2 separate regions of the Danio rerio genome follow, and region 2 is linked to region 1. The links are chromatin contacts, called in public Hi-C maps. All regions are on one chromosome and are shown on one strand. The core of a region is the stretch at or near the end of the contact, and the rest is flanking DNA. Distances in the headings are between cores, read along the strand shown.

Region 1 (4,418 bases), core at 1,150-3,649:
TGTCCATAGTGTATGAGTATAAATGATTGTGTATGGATGTTTCCCAGAGATGGGTTGCAGCTGGAAGGGCATCCGCTGCGGAAAACATGTGCTGGAAAAGTTGGTGTTTTACTCTGCTGTGGCGACCCCGGATTAATAAAGGGACTAAGCAAATGAATGAATGAACAAATGAATGTTTGCTCTCTAGAAAAATGAGGTTTTTATTTCTGAATATTTAAAAATTTATTTGAATAAGTTCATATCTTTTCAGTTCCTTTTTTAACTAACACTCACTGCATTTTAGTAGTAAGAAGCTACGATAGAGATTACTGAGCTGAAGCTTGACTACAAAATTAAATCGCAAATCAAATCGAAATTGCAATATCACAACTAAGATGACGTGCCAAACATGGAACAAAACGGAGGAAAAGAGGAATTTTGACATCATCTACCCATGACACTTTCACTATCACGCGTTCTGAAATGATTCCTCACAGCAAACATAAACAATCTGTAGTGGCAAGTTTGCACACAGCGTGCCTCAATAAAACCAGGAACAAATTTAAATTGTCACATGGATTGCATGATCAGATTCGGTGCTCCTATTGGTTCTTGGGTTGATGCTCATTGCAGCTGTTGTCTAACTGCAGGAAAGTGTCTGAAATCTTCTAAAACTACCAGAACTTCATCAGAGAGAAAATTTGATCGCAACAGGCATTAAGCGGCTGTTGGTGAACATGTCAAACAAACGATTAAAGATCACAGATTTTAGCCTGGAAGTTAATTTTTTAGGATTTCCCAAATTTCACTCAGATGACAAAACCGTTGCTGAAATCTCACAGTGCGAGCAGGGCTTAAAATTTCTCACCTGAAAAATTGATTTTATTAAAACTACTCTGGTTAAAATATTAGTTAAACAGTTTAATAAACCATTAAATCAGAGGTGCCCAAAGTTGGCCCATGGTAACCCATTGTTTGGTCCGCCATCTTATCTGAGAACTGAGGGAGAATGCTGGGGAGTTGGTTGGGGCGAATGCCTTTGACAGAGATAGTCATTTCAAATTTAAAGAAACAAAAGGTAACGTTGTTTAATTGAGGAACTACAAAAAGGCAACTAAAATGATATACTCTAAATACAATCAGTCTTTTAAAATGTAAATACTGCCACTTTACAGATAGAGGACAATGCACAATGCACATCAGTAAGCAAATCAAGGCAAAGGCAGGAGCAGCTCAACTAGTGTATTCAGCATTGATCAGCATTGTGTTATAAATAGTATCGTTTACGTTTTTACTGTAATTAATTATAAAACATTAAAAGTGATTGCATCATTATAATGTTTTAAAGCAACATTTTCTAGTTATTTTTAAATATTAGCAACAAATTAGGAAATTACACATGGCAAATTTATGATAATACTGTTTGTTATATTCAACTTCGGCCCACAGCCCTCAATCAAGTTTGGTTTTTGGCTTTTATAAAATATTTGGGCACATGCTAAAACATGCTATGCTTTTTATTACTTTGACCTATTGCCATTTTATGCAAAAAATAAACTGTAAATTACATTTTTGTATTTAAATGTATAAAAAATATGTGTGTAGGTGTGTATGTATTCTTTCGGATTAATTTAATGCATATATTCTAAATATTAATGTTAAAAGAATCTGAATTCAATGCTGAAAGTAAGTATGAAATAAAAGAGAAATAATACTGACCCCAAACTAATGAAAAACATCAGCATTAAAAAGAACAAAATCAGAAAAAATTATCTCATCACTCACAGTAAGTGAGACGTTAGCATTAGCCAGCTCCTCCGCACGCTTCTCCAGAGCACTGACCCACACTTTCCGCTTCTGCCGGCAACGAGAAGCAGCAGCTCTGTTTCGTTCAAGAAAGCGACGCCGGCGTTCATCCGGCTCAATATCAGCCCCGCGGCGTCTGCGTCCACCTTTTGGAGGAGCGGGAGATACCTGCAGGACAAAACCATGGCCTGTCAGATCCACTGAATGTGGGTTAAACAGAAAATAAGCTCAGCTGAAGCATTGCACGTATCCCATTTAAGCCCATTAAATGTAAGGATTATATGTAACACAGGTATGAGGTGTCTGTGAGCACCTGTGGTTGAGCAGGTGATGGTGTCTCAGTGTGATCAGTTTTTTGAATTGGTGCTGGTCCACTAGGACTCGGCTGAGATAGTGCTGCTTTTAGCCTCTAGATGGAGACAGATCCCATACACAAACACAAGCAAACACCACAGCGTGTAAATTAATGCTAAAAAAGCCCCGTGTGTTACATTAGTGTAGTTACTTAAAAGTTACATAATAAGCCCGTTTTCAGCATTTATACCTGAATAAACAGTGCATGTGCTAGTGTGGGTGTATGTGTGCTCATTCTCACCGTCTTGGCATCAGAGTGTGTACTGTATCCAGACGGAGAGGAGGAGCCGCTGCTGCTTCCGCCAATAGGAGGGCCTGGAATCCCTGGGATATTGGGCACTGTGTTTGATGATCTGGCAAGCTATATATATACACACACACATAGCAACACGAGTTTAATGTACTATAGACACAAATACAAAACAGATGTGTTGTTGTTTTGAGGGTCGTGCTGCTGAAAATGTTTTCACAGATACAGGAAGATAGTAAATGCCATTATTTTAAGAACAAAGCATGTCTGTGGGAGGTTTTCACAAGTAGGGATGTAGGGCATATTTTCAGATATAACTAGAGAGAGAGGGGGTAAACAACATTGCATATTTTAAATGATTGAGTCGCTAGGATTGTTCACATTAGATGTATTCTTGGATTTCAAAACAGCTGGACAGAGTGCAACAGACTTCATAAATGCTGGACTATTTTTAACTTGACATGCTGATGGTGTAAAAAGGTTAAACAAAAGCAAAAAAAAAAAAAAAGAAGGCAAAAGCACACATAACAGATATTCCACAAGTGGGTAAGCTAAACAGCTATGGCCTTTTACTGAAAATGATTAAACTACACTTATTATACAGTGTTTGTATACTTTACATATTTCACTCAAAACTCAATTCAGGAAATTTACTGAAGGCAGGAGATGGTCAAATAAAATGCATAGCTAGTAGTAAAGCACACTAACTTGTTTAACTAATGGATGAAGCAGCATTTTTAAAAAATCTTGTCAATAAACTATTCAATGGCCATGTTTCCATCCACCTATTTTTATGGGCATTTTGAATATATGCATAAAAATGGTTGATGGAAATGCCAAGATGCGCATACATTTTGAAAAATGTGCATAAAAGACGTATGTGCATAACGGAGTAGGATAAACTATTTATTCGATAAGAAAAGATGCGCACAATCTACGATGGAAACACTTTTACCAAACAAATTCCAGTATGTGCATTAAAGAAGTCATGTGATTTTGTTATAAGAGATCATGTGATATTAAAAATGTATGGCGTGTGAATGGACAAACCAGCAGGCTGAACACATTGTAAAACATCTGAAATGTTGTATTGGTCATACTAAAATGCCTAAACCACTTCAGTATTAGCGTTTTTATATCATTAATTACTTTCAGAATTATTAAGAGCAGAGGTCTCAAACTGACACCCCTCCTCCTCCCTCCAGCCCCCAACTGACGTCAAAAATATAACAAGATTCGGACAGACAAAACTGTTTTTTGAATCACTAATATTGTTGTTGACTTTTAAGGTACTGTACTATATATTTGGGTTACTTTCGTTTTTTCTCAGTATGCGGTCGAGTGTAACGCACATGCAGATTATTTCTGGGGCTGATTTAAGCGTAAAAATACATGTGCGTAAGTGCTCTTTTTTACTAAAGCTCTATTATTTTAAATATTCAAGGGTCATTTAATTATAATCAGTTTTATACCACTTGTATCTTGTTGTAAAAACACCTCTTCATGACTCACACATTATGCTGGTGGTGTAAATATTATAATTTTGCTAATTTTTGGTTCAAATGGTCTGATTAATAGATTTTCCCAATAAGGATGTTCAAACTGCCCTCCTATGAATTCTCAGTCACTGACATGGTCCCGCCAATTTGAGTTTAAGACCCCTGGTCAAGAGCATCGTGCTCCACATCTAATGCCTTCAAACGACACCACCCAATCATTACATGTCAGCATTGTTATCAGAGACGCAACTAATTTATTAAAAGAAAAAATATTTACGCAGCTTCAACCGCAGAAAATTCTGCTTTTACTTTGGATGTTTAGCGACAGCTGATCAGGAATTGACGACTTTGTTCTCTGACTCTTTGGATGGAAACGCTGCTTTATTTGCGTGTCTTTAATCCGATAATCCAGTTTTGCACATAAAATTAATTTGCATAATTGGAAAGATAGCTAATGACTCAATCATTAAAGCATGCTATTCAATTCATGAATCAGAACTTCTGAACAAATGCCTTGATAGCAATTCAAT
Region 2 (4,418 bases), core at 1,321-3,820, 41 kb after region 1:
TAAAGACCACACCTGGTGTCACTCCTGTCAGCTAAGAACAAGAAACTGAGGCTACAATTTGCACAGGCTCATCAAAATTGGACAACAAAATATTGGAAAAACGTTGCCAGGACTGATGAGTCTTGATTTCTGCTGCGACATTTGGATGGTAGGGTCAGAATTTGGCATCAACAACATGAAAGCATGGATCCATCCTGCCTTGATTTAACAGTTGAGGCTGGTGGTGGTGTAATGGTGTGGGGGATATTTTCATGCCACACTTTGCGTCCATTAGTAGCAATTGAGCATTGTTAATGCCACAGCCTACCCAAGTATTGTTGCTGACCATGTCTATCCCGTTTTGACTACAGTGTACCCATCTTCTGATGGCTACTGCCAGCAGGATAACGCACTATGTCATAACGGACGAATCATCTCAGACTGCTTTCTTGAACATGATAATGAGTTCACTGTGCTTAAAGTGGCCTCCACAGTCACCAAAGCTCAATCCAATAGAGCACCTTTGGGATGTGGTGGAATGGGAGATTTGCATCATGAGTGTGCAGCCGACAAATCTACAGCAACTGTGTAATGCTACCATGTCAAAATGGACCAAAACTGAGCAATATTTCCAGTACCTTGGCTAGTTGAATCTATACCATGAAGAATTAAGAAAGTTCTGCTCAGTACTAGTAAGGTGTACATAATAAAGTGGCCATATACACATAAAAATTAATTTAGTCCTGAAATAAACTAATAAAAAATATAAAACTGGAGGGTCATTTTCATTCTGAATATATAAATGTTCTTTTTTTACAATTATTTATATGGTGTACAAATTCTGAGTTCAATACAGTTTAAAAAAAAAACTTTATATTGTAAATCACAAGCAGTGAATGTTATAAGCAATAAATCTATCAAATTGTATCCCACTACTGTAAGGATACAGAATTGTACATACTGTATTAGAAAGATGTTGGCATAATGCTAAAATAAAGAGAGAGAGCACCCTGCAGAAGAAGCTTGGCACAGAAACTGGAATCAAACCTGAATATGCAAGTTTCATTTTGGTGCGAGTCCAGATCTGACACCAACCACCAATGTAGCACAATGGCACAGAGGTACAATTTGAACACCATGGTCGCATGAATATGATAATCCAATATACTGTATGTGATCTTCATAAGGAAAATTCTTAAGGAAAATTCTTAAATAAACATCAATTTAAATGACCAAGGTTTGACCTAATAATATAACAGTACAAAGTTAAGACAACCTAATCATTTAGTACAACAACAAACGACCCCTAGCATCCTTTATAGAGGCACATAGAATCCGGGTAAATCTATAACAGCACAACGTTCCTGATGAACCAGACATGTTCAAAGTACAAGAGAGTTATCATTTGTTTGATCTGTTAACTAAAAAAGAAAAACACCCACAAAACTCGACTGGCTGTTAAACTACATTTACTTGTGTGAGAACAATCCAATAAATGTAATTGTAACCGCTGGGATATAATAATACTTATTATACTCTTTAAATGTCTTATTGCTTTAGTCTTATTGCTCCAGTGAATGATTGCCAAACTACAGCAAGAAGCAGTTAATTTTTAATAAGTAAAGTTAGATGTGGCCCAAAGCAGGCTGTCAGGTGATCTCGACATATTTGAATTAACATCCAAACTACGTTAACCTACTTGCAATAAAACATTTGTCAACCAAACATGTGTCACGCGCGTCAGAGTTATGAAAACATTACAGTATCGAGCTCCGCTGGCTAGAATATGAGCACGTGCTTTGTAATTTATGCGCACACGAAGCCAACAGATTTAAAGTATGTTGCCTAGTAATGTCGACTTAACGGTCTCTGACCTAAAGCCGGCTAGCCAGACGTGGCTAATACTCAACTAAGCGGTTATTAAGCTGAACGACTTCGATAAATCGATACCTTTGCTTAGGAACTAATCTACAGGGCACCGAGCGAGGACACATAATGTTAACGTTAGCTTTTCAACATAATACAAGTAAACAGAGGTGCCGAACGGTTCGATAAAAGACAGTCTGGGTAGTTAAAACTCGTTTGTCATAATTATGAGTGTTCAGTTCTACGGGAAAAGTTAACGTTATGTTTAGGGGGAGGGTTCAAGGGGGTTGTGCCGATTCAGCACCACAGGCCTGAGCTCACCATGCCGCCGTGCTTCTCGCCGGTTTTCTCCTCTTGATCTCGGACGACTGATCCCGGCTCGACCTCCGCCTTCTGTTGCGCTTGGCCGCTGCTCTCCGAAGTCATCGGCCGCCTCTAGCTCTGCACCGGCCGGTCACTCTCCCTCTCTCTCCGCGATCTCCTCGCCCGCTCCTCTCGCCGGTTGAACGCAACAAGCACTTGCTCTAGCTAGTTAGGACAGGTTGCTCTTACCGTTTCAGAAAGTAAATGAAAAAGAAAACGGGGCCGCGCTAATAACACGAACGTCCGCGAATGTATCTCCAGAAGGGGTCTGCTTCATTCCCTAATTAGCCTTAAAGGAGATCAGCGAACGTTTCTGACAGAAGGCAGAAATTCACACACCGCCACCGTCCCGACAGACAATGCGACCACCCCCTCCATGGCGCTCGCTCTTCCCTGGCAACAGCGCTCAACACGCGTCGCGCCCGCATAGCAACCAGCAGGCGCCCTCGCCGCATAGCGACAGACGCTCCGAGAATCTGCAGCCGGGCAACAGCGAACATGACACAGCGAATCATCCGCGGGCCAAACACAGATCATCATCGCCGTCCACAGATCATGATGAAACAGCAAATAATTCACACAGAACAACAACAGACGACCATGACACAGAATCATCCACAGACGATAATAACACAGAATCATCCACAGACGATCATGACACAAATCATCGACATCCACAGACCATTCATAGACGACAATGGCAGAGCAACATCAACAGACCACAGATGATGATGACACAGCAAATCATCCACAGATCATCATGACACAGCAAATCATCGACACAGACCATCCACAGACCGTCATGACAAATCAAATCATCCACAGACCATCATGAAACATGAAATCATCCAAAAATTATTATGAGACAGCGAATCACCCATAAACATCCACAGAGACCATCATAACACAGCAAATCATCTTCACAGACCAACCACAGAAGACCATGTCACAGGATCATCTACCGACCATCCATAAACATACTGTATGATCACGACACAGCAAATGATACAGACCATCATAACACAGTAAATCATCGACACAAAATGTAGGGATGGTTTGCAGTTTGACCTAATGAATGATCAGTCTGATAGATGAAGAAGAGCCGGAGTCAGAGATTTGAATAAATCAAGTATCTTTAAGATAGTTTGCAGTTTCATCAGCAGAAGCCAGCTTCAACTAGATTTATTTATTTAAATCTCTGAGTCCCGCTCTTCTTCATCTACCAGACTGGTCATTCATTAGGTCAAACTGTAAACCATCCCTACAAGACCATTCATAGATGATAATGGAACAGAGAAACACCCACAGACCACCCACAGATGATGATGACACATCAAATCATTCACAGACCATCATGACACAGGAAATCATCCAAAATTTATTGTGACAGCGAATCATCCATAAACATCCACAGAGACCATCAAAACACAGCAAATTATCTTCACAGACCCACAGACAACCATGAGCCATGACACAGAATCATCTACAGACCAACCAATATAATACATAACATACTATATAATCACGTCACAAAGAATCATACAGACCATCATAACACAGCCAATCTTCGACACACACAGACCATTCATAGACGATCATGACACAGAGAATTATCCACAGACCATTATAACACAGCAAATGATTGACACAGATTATTTATAGCCTATCATGACAGAGAATTATCAATAGACGATCATGACACAGCGAATCATCCACTGATTATCATGACACAGAGAATCATCAAAAAATTATGACACAGCGAATCATTCACAAACCATCGAAAGACATCCTGGGATTTTTAATGACCACAGAGATTCAGGACCTTGGTTAAACATCTCATCCAAAAGATGGCGCTAACTGAACAGTATCGAGTCCCCGTCACTATACTGGGGCATTAGGATCCACACAGGATGCAGGTTGGGCACTCCCTGCTGGCCTCACTAACACTACTTCCGGCATCAACCTAGCTTTGCCATGTGGTCTCCCATCCAAGTACTGACCTGGCGCAGCCCTTAGCTTCAGTGGGCGACCATGTGAGAGTTGCAGAAAGCTAGCTGCCGGCTAATGACACAGAATCATCCACAGACAATCATGACACAGAATCATCCACAGACAATCATGACACAGAATCATCCAGACGGTCATGACGAGGGTATCACCTACAGACGATCATGACACAGAGAATTATCCACAGACAATCCTGATGAGGG

What was found. Hi-C and Micro-C count contacts between places; a contact is called where the count stands out from the background.
Region 2: a Hi-C map of an unstated tissue shows a contact between it and region 1, with 1.9 times the contacts expected there. The contact joins the promoter of larp4ab here to the enhancer-like site in region 1. A contact is called at or near these places in 3 of 18 Hi-C or Micro-C datasets (caudal fin, hematopoietic stem cells and an unstated tissue).

What each region holds. Positions count from the first base shown.
Region 1 is chr6:42,167,237-42,171,654 of GRCz12tu, forward strand. It overlaps atf7b (activating transcription factor 7b), which reads right to left. Exons shown (of 10, transcript NM_001025549.1): 7 at 2,381-2,500; 8 at 1,765-1,953. Among named protein-coding and RNA genes, the nearest start is that of atf7b, 12 kb to the right of the region's middle. Within about 2 kb of position 2,400, at least 5 of the 62 cell types and tissues checked have an H3K27ac peak or open chromatin away from gene starts, as enhancers often do.
Region 2 is chr6:42,207,892-42,212,309 of GRCz12tu, forward strand. It overlaps larp4ab (La ribonucleoprotein 4Ab), which reads right to left and starts at 2,571. Exons shown (of 16, transcript XM_073954384.1): 1 at 2,167-2,571. The coding sequence starts at 2,271.